Regions from separate parts of the Mus musculus genome. Here regions 2 and 3 are each linked to region 1. A link is a contact called in public Micro-C data. All regions are on one chromosome and are shown on one strand. Each heading gives the region's core, a stretch centred on a gene start, on an enhancer-like site or on the middle of the called end of the contact. The rest is flanking DNA. Distances are from core to core; before and after follow the strand shown. Region 1 holds the start of Ube2q2 (ubiquitin-conjugating enzyme E2Q family member 2). Region 2 holds the start of Isl2 (insulin related protein 2 (islet 2)). Region 3 holds the start of Etfa (electron transferring flavoprotein, alpha polypeptide).

Region 1 (3,617 bases), core at 534-3,033:
CTTGAGGTGTTATTTTTCTCAATTGAGGTTCCCTCTCTTATTACTTGTCAAGTTAACAGAAAACTAGTCAACACAGCTCCCTACGCAAAATTAGATGCTCCCTTTAGATTTCATAACATCAAAGTAGTTGTCGCAGCTATATAAAACGCTCCAAGAAGTCTGAGTTCTCTGTATAGGCACTGGCCTGCCAAGTTCTCAAACACTAGTACCCACAACAGCTTAACAAGATATTCAGAAAGTGAATTCCCTCCTCACTAAAGCACACTGCTGCAGTTTTTTCTTTTGCCAGATATAGCAGTACCTAATAGTACTAACACTATCCACCTTCTCCAATAGAGTTTGATAACTATCATAAAGTTAAGGCCTTTGAAATTCCCACCACACTTGGGGTTATCTATTGGCTGACTTAACAGAAGGAATCTTAGCCATATAAAAACTACCACCTTAACTCCAGTTGTAATAAGGTGTATTTTCTGCACATGAGATCAATTTCACAATGAACAGTCAGCCTCATAATACACTTCGATAGGGGGGGGGGGGAGAGAGTTCACTTACAATCTGATAATTTTACCAACTGAATGTTTCTAAAGAGCATTTCCCTTAAACAGAAAAGTAACTTCCCACGTGTTTCTCCAGCCTTCCAATCCCACTTGATCTTCCCCGGTAATAAACTGCGAAGCATCTCCTTTCCCCTCCTGGTAACGTCCAGGCTTCCGCACAGGGCACAGGTGGGACAGCTTGCACACTCACCACACCACCTGCCGCGTGGAAGGTTCCATGAGCTTTTCCAAAACACGTAAGCGCAAAGCCAGGTCAGGGCTAAACGATGGTTCCACACCATCCCCCGGGGTTGCGTCCTAAACTTTTTCCTTAAATACGTAGGCTTTCAGTGTTCGTTTGTCCTCGGAGACCAAAACACAAACGAGAACTGGTTGAACAAGCAAGGACGTGGGTTTTGGAACCCGATGGGAAAACGAGTAGCTAAAACAGATACTTGAGAGCCTTTCCACCTGAGCGACTGACAGGAGCCCACGGACGAGCCGCGGTCCCCAGAGCAGGCCGGCTGCGGGCGGCCATGGCGACCTCGGGGCCCGACGGGGGCCGCGAGGGGCCAACAGAGCAAAGCCGGCCCGCGCCGTGCTGCGACGCGCCTCCACCTCCTCCCGACCAGGCAGCCCGAGCTCCCGGCCGGGCCCAGGGCCCAGCCGCCAACCGGCCGTGCCCGGGACACCGGGGGTCTCCCGGGCAGGCGCCCTTTGTCCCGGGACTGCGGCGCCCAGGTCCGCCCCCGCCCGGCCCCGAGGGGCTACGACCCGGCGCCTCACCGTGATGTTGCAGTGAAGTGTGAGCGGCGGCGGCGGCGAAAGCGAGCTGCCCGGCGGTGGTGGCGGCGGCGGCACCAGGAACTGGCAGTGCAGCTCGTCCAGCTTCCAGCTGACGATGCGGAATCGCTCGTGGTTCTTGTCGAAGATGGACGCCAGGAACTTCAGCTCGGCCTTGAGCCCTGACACGGACATCTTCCCCTCATCTCCAGCGGGAGGGGTGAGGAAAGGGAGCCGGGGCCGGGAGCCGCCGTCACGGCCGCGACCGCCCCGCGGGGCCGGCCCGGGCCGCGCTCTCGCGGCTCCGCCTCTCCCCGCCGCCGCGACCCGCGTCCGAGCGCGGCTGGAAAATGGCGAGGAGCGCGAGGCCTCGGCGGGCGGGCGTGCGAGCGAGGGAGCGAGCGAGCGTGCGGGAGCCGGGCCGGCTGCTGCCTTTGTAACCGACTCCACCCGCAGGAGGCGGTGGCCCCGCGGCTTAAAAGGGCAACAGCGACGCCGCCCCCACCGCCGCCTGGGAGAGGGCTGCCCCCGCCCCGGCGCGCGCCCGCGAGCTCCGCGCGCGCTCCCGACCGCCCCCTCCTCTCATGACCCAGCCCCTTTCCGCCCCACACCGGGGCTCCGCGCCCAGCACCCGCCGCTCGCCCCGAGGATTTGGGCCGGCGGCACCGCACGAGGATGAACCTGAGCTCCCCTGCGCGCCTCTGCGCTGCACCGGGGCCTCTGGCCAGACACGTGCGCGGCCTATCGCGCCGGCCACGTCGGCTCGGGTAGGAAACGCGCGGGCCCCTGGAGGTTGCTCCTCCGCGTGGTTGTCCACCGGCCACCCACTCACCTGGCCTGGGCGCGGCCGGGATGGGGAGATGAGAGGTGTGCGCCTAGCACCTTCACGTATGTTGCTCTCGCTCCGCGCTGAACCACCCACCACTTTTCTAAGTGTGACTCCCGAAAGGTCCTTCTCTCCAGACTTGTACTCCCTCCTTCGCTCCCATTTGCCGAAGACGATGATAGAGCCTGCCAGCTTCTTCCCATCATCATTTCAATCTTTCACGTAAACATTTATGTGCTCGCGCTAATGTGGATACTCTGCGTCCTGAGTTTCTGCTGGACTTCCCAGAATGGACCATGTTTGTTGAAGTCACATCTCAAATGTGTCAGACTGATCCTTCCTGACCAACTAAGCTAAAGTAACCATGTAGATACCATGTATCCCTTTCCTAGGTTAACTTATTGCTTCTTTCTGTTGTCTCTGCTTAACACTGAAATCTCATTCAGAGAAGCACCCCTAGGATTGAGGGGAGGAAAAGCCTAATGACACCTGTGTCATTTAATAAATTCTTGCTCTTACCTGATTCCCCAGCACTTAACACAATTCTGGAATAACCTAGGTTCGTTCACAAATAACTAGAGGACTACATTTTTCCAGAGGCAAGACCAACTTTCTAGACATGTCACCTATGTAGTACCCAGGGTTCCTAGCTTAGTAAGGCTCCCGGGCCTGGTTTAGTGCCCTGCTGTCACCATCTTGAAATTCTTTTATTATTATTATTGGTTTGTTTTTGAGACAGGGTTTCACTATGTAGCCCTGGCTGTCCTAAAACGCACTCTCTGTAGACCAGTCTGGCCTCGAACTCACAGAGATCGGACTGTCTGCCTTCTGAATGCTGAGGTTAAAGGCCTGCACCACCGCCAGACTAGGAATGCATTCGTTTGTTTTTGGAAATAGGCTCACTATGTAGCAGTGGCTGTCCTTGAACTCACTATGTAGACCAGGATGGCCTTAAACTCACAGAGATCCAGCTGCCTCTGTCTCTTGAGTGCTAGGATTAAAGGCATATACTACTAGGCTTTGAAATTCTTATATTCTGTGAGGGAACCTGCTTTCTCCCTTTACACTGGTCTTGAGGTACCTGATTCTGACCTCCTAAAATTACAACAGAACAACATGGGGAGACATTGTTTGGGGTTTTTGTTGTTGGGGTTTTTTTGGTGTTTGTTTGTTTTGTTTTGTTTTCATTTGTGAGGTACCATGTTATGGTGAGTCTTAGCTTTCAGAAGGGGCCCAGATTCCACTGAGAACCCAAGAAAAGTTGCAACTTATCTTTCCAGAAAAATACTTTCACCAATAAACCTTGTACTTAATGGAGATTTACAGTTGCAGCACCGTATACCTGGGCCTCGAGCTAGAAGTAAGGCACTGCACAGGCGTGACTGCTGCCCTAAGCACAGATGTGACCAGTCATTTCCTTTTTCTGGTCCCTGGTACTCAGGAGCCTAACAGACATAGCTGCTCTAAAC
Region 2 (3,617 bases), core at 663-3,162, 390 kb before region 1:
CTCCCTGAACCTTTCTTTATGCTAGCCGGACATCAAAACAAGAACACAGGCCCCTCTTCTGCGCCGCTGGCCTTCTTCCCTTGGCTCCGGGTGGGATGGATACCTTTTCTCCCTGTTCATCAAAGGAATTCTAAACACAACCCAGACAGGCAGCACCTAGGATTCCGGGTCCTCCACTCTCCCGATCCTACATGGTCCGGGCCACGGAGAACACAACTCCCGAGGCTCTCACGCTCACATACATACAATTCCCCCCGACCCCCGCACTCGCAGACACATAGCAGGGTTCCCAGCGCACGCAGCCTTTCACACCGGCTTCCCGTCGGAAGCTCAGCTGTCGGCTACACAGTCGTACATCCTACTGACGCGGCGCAGCGCTGCGGGCCGGGAGAGAGGCTTACCTGGCAGATGCAGGCCGCGGGCGCCGGGGAGCGGGCCGGGGCTGCGCGGGCTGCCAGCCGCAGCGCGCTCCAGCAGGAGGCCGTGGTCAGCTCGGCAGAGCAGCTCATGCTCCCGCAGCGAGAACTCGTCTCCAGGGAGCAGCTGGCGGCTGCACACGGAGCAGCGGAAGCACTCGATGTGGTACACGCTGTCCCGCGCCCGCATCACCAGGTCACTGCTGCTGAAGCCCACCTGGCACTGGGCACACTTGATGCCGAACAGCCTGCGGGCCCGGGTGCGGCGGGCGTCAGCGCAGGGACCCGAGCCCAGGACGCGCAGCCGTGTCCCCCCCAGCCCAAGGGGGCCGAACCCCGGGTCCCGCCGGCTCACCTGACGTAGTCCCGCTTGCAGTAGGTTTTCCCGTCTCTCACGAAGCACGTGCACGTCTCGTCCAGGTACTGGCTGCACTCCGCGCACTTGAGGCAGGCGGCGTGCCACTCGAGGTCGGGCGACACGCGAAGGATAAACTGGTCGTGGATCTGACTCCCGCAGCCCACGCACATGGCCGTCCCGGGCTTCTCTAGCAGGGAAGGGCGCAGGGCCCGCGTCAGGCCCGGTACAGGACCCGGCCGGCCTTGGCCGCTGCAGCAGCCCCAACCCAACCCGCCCTCCCTTGCTTGATCTCCCGCTCTAAAAGTGAGACCACTTTCGAATGATCCAGAAAGTAGGAAACGAAAACAACACAATCTCCTGATATTTCCATTATCACCGTCTTTGAACGCGGACGTAGTATCGGTTCAGCTAGAGACAGAGCTAACGGGAGGCAGACGACAGCACGGTGACACTGGGGAGCTACGGACGCCTCCGTGTCCACACTGTCAGCCAAGCCCGGATTTCCGCCCGCTCCCGCTCACAGCGACTCCCTATTTCAACGCAGACACCGCAGCATTCAGCCCTGTCCCCTCTTAGCTTCTTCGACAGTTCTTAGTTTAAACACCTCAGATCAAGCTACTGAAACCTCTCTACCTTCCTAAGGCAGAGAAGAAACCCATTTCTCTAAATCAAACCTAATTGTCCTAGCAGAAAAGAAAAAGAATTTCACAGCCTGAGGTCATTCCAGCCAACTTGGGAAATAATGTCTAATTGCAAAATAAAATAGTAGGATTCCAACGAATAAACAGTGTTATGGGCGAAATGCACTGCTTGTTTGTTTGTTTTTTTTTATTCTCCCAAGTATTTTGTCAAATAAAAGCCACTTGTAGAATCCGCTAAACATTCTTCTGCATTGGAAATGTTGCATATCAAGCACACATACACACCCACACACAGAGAAAGACTTACTCTTGGAATGATCCCCCATAGCACCCAGAAAAGGATAATGAAAAATAATATCCACCATGCAGAGAGAGATGTGAGCAAAGCTTGCGGCCGGGGACAGAAGGACCAGGGTCGAGCGCCCAGCCTCTGCTCTTTGCTAACTAACTCCTGCCCCGCGGAGTTGAAGGAGCGATTCCGCACCGGCCCGCACGCAGCATGACGTCAGCACGCACTCGCCCGGGGCCCGAGCTGGAGGCGGGACCTGTAGCGTCACCCAGCTCTCCCACCGCCCTGGGGCTTGCTCGGGAGATGATGGGGACCCGGAGGGTGGGCTGGGGTAGACACGGAGGCGCAGGGAGATTGGCTGGGAGGAAGTGGGAAAGCTCTGATTGGTTCGGAGTGAACAATGGAGCGCAGCCCCCTCCCCCGAAACCTTCCTAGATCCTCTCTGCAGCCCCGGGTCCCGCAATCCCTTGGAAGCCGCATCTCCACCCCGCGGGCTCTGCCGCAGCGCCGCGCTTTCTTCGGACTTGTAGGGCGTTTGCCTAGCAAGGCAATAGTCTTCTGGGAATAGATGAGAGTCGTCTCCCCCTTAAAAGTGTTTTTCTTTTATAATTTTTAAATTAAAAATTCCTCCTGGGGACGACAGACCTTGAGGGAGAAAAGAGGATTCGCTGTTTCGGGACCATCACTGGTCCAGCCGGCCACCTTTCTCCCTGGTGGGCCTGAGCCTTTGTTCGGCGGGGTCCAAGTTAGGGAGAACGGGTAGGAAATGAGCACCTGGGTTTGGATAAACTCTATGCGGACTTTCCCACCCGCGCCGCCTGTAGAAAACTCGATGTTGCAGGTGGGTAAGCCAAAAGGAATCCAGAGACTTAGAGCCACAGTCCTCCCACCCACCCTGGCCTAGGCACTTTTCCTCCCTCCTACTTTTTGCTCTTTTGGTTAAATTGATGCTGACTCCCACCCTCTCCTTTCTCCTCTCAGCTGCATAGAGCCTAAAAACAGTGCTGTGATGTGTCACTCATACAGTAAAAGATTTTTACGAACTCTCTGATTTTGGGTTACACAAACCAATTACAACACAACTAATCAGAAACAAATGTGGGACACGGGGTAATTTACCGTCTTCCCGGTGGCTTTTTAATCCTAGAAAAATCTGCGATTTCTAAGACTCGGGATTTTTTTAAACAAAAATCGTTGTGAATTTTGTTTCAAAGGGTTGAAAGACAAATCGATGAGGTACAAACAGTGTTTATCCAACGGTGGTCTGTTGGTCCCTCACTCCCATTCTGAAAGGACACCAAAAACTTGATACCTCTCTAAGTGGGGCGCGGGTGGGCTTCTGGGATAAAGTATCTCGACCAAAAGCTATGTCCGGACTTGGATCCCGCAGGCCTCGCTGCCCGAGATCTATCTAATTCAGGCGCGGCGGTCCAACTGCTAAGAGCCGAAGCTGCTGGGCTGGGAAATGGTTGCAGTCAAGAGCGTCGGCACAGGTTCTGCAGAAAGTCGGGGTTAGAAAGGCTGCTCGGAGATGCCCCAGCGCTGGAAACAGTCTGGCACCTCGCTCCACAGCCGGATTCCTGTAGCTTTTGACCCCGCCTCCACCTTTAGAGCGCTAGTGTTCTCTGGACCCAGAGTTTTGCCACAGCCTACAACCCGCTTGACAACAGGCCGACCCTTCCCCATCTTTCCTACTAGCGCCCCAGCCGCTCTGGCTCTGGGGCTGGTTAAGTTTGCATGACTGTATCTCTGCTGGTAAACCACAAACCATGAAGTAAAGGGTCCTGCATCAGCGCTGGTCTCTGTGACTTTGGGTGTTTCATTTCTTCTTCCTCCCTCACTTTTCCTCATCTGTGAAATGGGTTGTACTTAGAACAGCTGTCTTTGCTTTGTTAAAAAAAATTAAACTAATC
Region 3 (3,617 bases), core at 287-2,786, 360 kb before region 1:
TTTGTTCTTTGTACAATTATTTCTACAAATAGCAAGCAGCCATATATAGGCTAGCTAATAGAAACCATCTTCTGCCTCCAAAATGTCTATAACTCAGTGGGAAAGAAGAGCATCCAAACACCTAGAGGGAACACTTTCATAACATCAGTCCTTCAGACGCACATTTGTCTGGTACTTGACATACATGTAAATGTAGAAACATATCTAATTGTACCCTCCCTCCAGAAGTTCTTCAAGGACACTCTTCTGTCTTCCAAATGAGTATGGTGATTTGTTACAGATCTGGGCCATTTTCTGTGTTTTACTTTGTACCGGCTCTGCTCTGCCCATAACCATCATGCCCTGTGGGCACTGTGCCTCTACAGGGCATGGCTGCTGCTGCTTCGCTGGAGCCTAGGATGTGCCCGAGACATCTCATGGCAGGAGGGAGGATTCTCTCCTCTTTGGTGTTTTGCCTTATCATGGAGGCAGGAAGGAGGTAGTTCATATCTCATTTAAAAAATTTTTTAAATAAAAATACTCCTTTTGATTTTTACTTACTCTTCTTTCTTTTTTCAATAGGACTTAGATTTGAGTCTAGTGGGGTAGTTCTATTGGAAGAAGAAAGTGATGGTAAACAGAATACTAGTTGTCCCTCCCACGAACAGCTTAGGTGGGCACAGTCCCAGTCCTCCACAAGCGTGGTCTTGTATAAGATGGGTTCTCACTCGGTTCACAAAACTAAGAGAGTAAAGAAGAGAAATATTCACTGTAGGGGACTAGAGATTATTGTGAAGAAATACTATTGTGGGCTAGCTCTTAAAGGTGCAATTCACTCCTGAGAGGGCTTGAGTTCTGGGACATCCTGAGCAGCCCAGAAGGCAGGTAGATTGGTCGGTCCAAAGAGCAAGAGAGATTTTAACAGCCACAGGCACTGATGCCAGAGGATAGAAGTGAGTCTGACTAAGGGCAGAGAAGAGTATGGAGAAGATCTGGGTGGACCTCAAACCTGGCCCTAGGCTGCTGGGGTGGTTCATCTCCATCCCATTCTGCCTCCTTCTGTGTAGTTTGTACGATCTCCATTTCCTTCTAGAATCCAGCTCAAATATCGCCAACTCAATAGACCCTTCCCAGGAAGTAGCAAATAAATTATTTATATTATTTATTAATAACTTTTTGTTTTGTTTTGTTTTGAGTCTCCTAAGGTCCCCAGGACTGACACCTAATTAATGCACGTTTACAATTCTCCTCACCTGCGACTATTTGGTTGGCACATTACACGTGCAGCGCTGACACTGGGCGTAAATGAGAGTGGAAAAGGACTGGAGTGAGGGGGTTCCCTTCGCGGGTGGAAAGAAAGCTGCGTACAACAGGGCAGTTAGTCCAGACAACGTTACCAACGAAAGTCCGAGACCGTCAGGGAACAGAGCCAAGCAACTGGAGGGCGTGGCGCGCATGCCAGCGTCTCGGCGCACACCCTTACCTTTGCCCTACTCCCAAGTCCCGCCTCTAACTTTCCGCTTTCCTCATTGGCTGCGTGGCTGCCCAATGGGCTCCCGGGAAGCGCGAGCCCCCGCAGTCCAGGACTAAGCTGTCAGCTCTCGTGCTCGCATCTCGCGAGCGTTCGGGTCTCTGGTAGAGGAGGCGGCGGCGGTGGCGGCGGCGGTGGTTCCCGCGCGCTCCGGGTCTCTGAGGCTGAGGGTACTGCGGGGCTGACTAGAACAGAGACAATGTTTCGAGCAGCGGCGCCTGGGCAGCTCCGGCGGGCGGTGAGTCCGGACAGGGAGGGCCGAGCAGGTGACGTCCGAGCCGCAGCCTGCTGACCCTGTCAGGCGAAGGTCACGGGCTCCCTCGACTCCCACCGTCCGCGTAGACAGTCGGTGCAGTGCCCGGGACGCGGGTCAAAGTTCTGGAGCCTTCGCCCTTGACCTCTTCCGGGTCACGCTGCCCCAACCCGGGTTCCCACGGCCCTGACTCTCGCGGGGCACTCTGGGGCTACTAGGTTCTCTCGCCTGGAGGGGAGCTGCGTCCCCCCAAAGGGGCCAGATGCCGCCGCGGAACCTCTTGGGGAAGAGTTCGAAACCTAGGCCTCCTGTGGCTGCCCTGGACGCCCACTGCCAAGGGCAGGGGCGGAGTGCTCTGCGGCTGGGCTGGTGAGACCGGGCTGAGTGGAGGAGGGGCTGGGACGTACCCGCCTGGGATCCAGTCCTGAGAAGTCGCAGACTGATGTTGCCTCAGTAGCCTTGGAAACTTGGTAGTGGGGACTTTTTCCGTGGTGACAAAGTTTACCATTTGTCTGTTTTTCGAGGACTTGAAAAAACAAAACAAAACTTTTTTTTTCTTTCTTGTCGGGGTGCTGTAAGGGAATAGCAGTTGAAGGCTGACCAGTTCCAAGGCAATAATTTAAGGAGCTTGTAGATTTTTCTAATTTACATTAAGATTGCTAGAGAAGCAATATCAGCAGCCTTGGCCTGCAAGTTATGCAGACGTTTTGTAACTTTTATACGTACTTTTTATTTTAGTGCCTTTTACCCCAATCACCACTGAGATTTTTTTCTGTCTGGGATACAACTTATGGGCTTCTTGGAAGTTTGAAGACTCCCCCCCCCCCACTTTGAATGTTGCCACTCCTTGTTAAAAAAAAAGTTAAAACACATCGTTCAGGATCCTAGCCCATCTTTCTCCCACGAGATTTTTTTAACCTCCTTTCTATAATAAAAGAATCAGTAAGCAAGTGAAGGCCATGGCTTTTGGGGGGGAGGGGCGGTTTCCAAGCAGCAGTACCTGACTTGAAGATCTATACAGAACTTGCGAAGCAATTTTGTGCATAGGTTTTATGCTCGGCCTAATTGTGGTAAGGAGAATTTAGAATTTGGTGATTTTGTAGAACTAGTCGGGGGAAAGTCCAAGTACCCAGTATTTATACATAGGCAGCATTGCCAAACCTTTGTTGTGATTTGCCAAGAATTGTGACCTTGGCCTATTTTTAAAATTAGAAGTCAAGGGTAGTAGAGTACTGTCTCTAAAGTCATTAATATTTTTTTTAAGATTTGAATGCAGCCGGGCGTGGTGGCACATGCCTTTAATCCCAGTACTCGGGAGGCAGAGGCAGGCGGATTTCTGAGTTTGAGGCCAGCCTGGTCTACAGAGTGAGTTCCAGGACAGCCAGGGATACACAGAGAAACCCTGTCTCGAAAAAAAACAACAACAACAACAAAAAAAAACCAACCAAACAAACAAACAAAAAAAGATTTGAACTGCAAGCACGAAACAAATGGTGTGAATATACTCAAATAGACCCACACACACATATTCTATCTTCTTAAAATTTAAAGTAATTACAAGTTTACAGAAAAGTGGCCAAAAAAAAAAAAAAAAAAAACACCAAAAAACCCCAACCTCACCATTTCCCAGAACCCTTCCTCGAATTTCACAGTGCGTTAACAGTTGACACATGTTTCATCTCTCAGTGTACACCCATTATAGTACAACAAAAACAGACAAATCACTGATTGACAGCACGAACACATACCCGAGGTAGCCCAGTTCCTCTGGTTTTCATGCTGATTTAGTCTTTATTAGAAAAGTTCCTCAGCCTTTCAATTTGACATTGGCATTTTTATGGGGCACAGGCCTTG

The links. Hi-C and Micro-C count contacts between places; a contact is called where the count stands out from the background.
Region 2: a contact with region 1 is called in a Micro-C map of embryonic stem cells, with 12 times the contacts expected there. The contact joins the promoter of Isl2 here to the promoter of Ube2q2 in region 1. A contact is called at or near these places in 3 of 39 promoter capture datasets (embryonic stem cells, hippocampal neurons and liver), 6 of 484 Hi-C or Micro-C datasets (B cells, cardiomyocytes and embryonic stem cells) and 1 of 9 other capture datasets (pancreatic islet).
Region 3: a contact with region 1 is called in a Micro-C map of embryonic stem cells, with 2.6 times the contacts expected there. The contact joins the promoter of Etfa here to the promoter of Ube2q2 in region 1. A contact is called at or near these places in 1 of 39 promoter capture datasets (pre-B cells), 2 of 484 Hi-C or Micro-C datasets (both in embryonic stem cells) and 1 of 115 datasets of contacts at active chromatin or transcription factors (memory CD8 T cells).

The regions. Positions count from the first base shown.
Region 1 is chr9:55,147,535-55,151,151 of GRCm38.p6, reverse strand. It overlaps Ube2q2 (ubiquitin-conjugating enzyme E2Q family member 2), which reads right to left and starts at 1,783. Exons shown (of 13, transcript NM_180600.3): 1 at 1,326-1,783. The coding sequence starts at 1,517.
Region 2 is chr9:55,539,444-55,543,060 of GRCm38.p6, reverse strand. It overlaps Isl2 (insulin related protein 2 (islet 2)), which reads right to left and starts at 1,912. Exons shown (of 6, transcript NM_027397.3): 1 at 1,723-1,912; 2 at 772-961; 3 at 402-664. The coding sequence starts at 1,780.
Region 3 is chr9:55,510,162-55,513,778 of GRCm38.p6, reverse strand. It overlaps Etfa (electron transferring flavoprotein, alpha polypeptide), which reads left to right and starts at 1,536. Exons shown (of 12, transcript NM_145615.4): 1 at 1,536-1,748. The coding sequence starts at 1,710.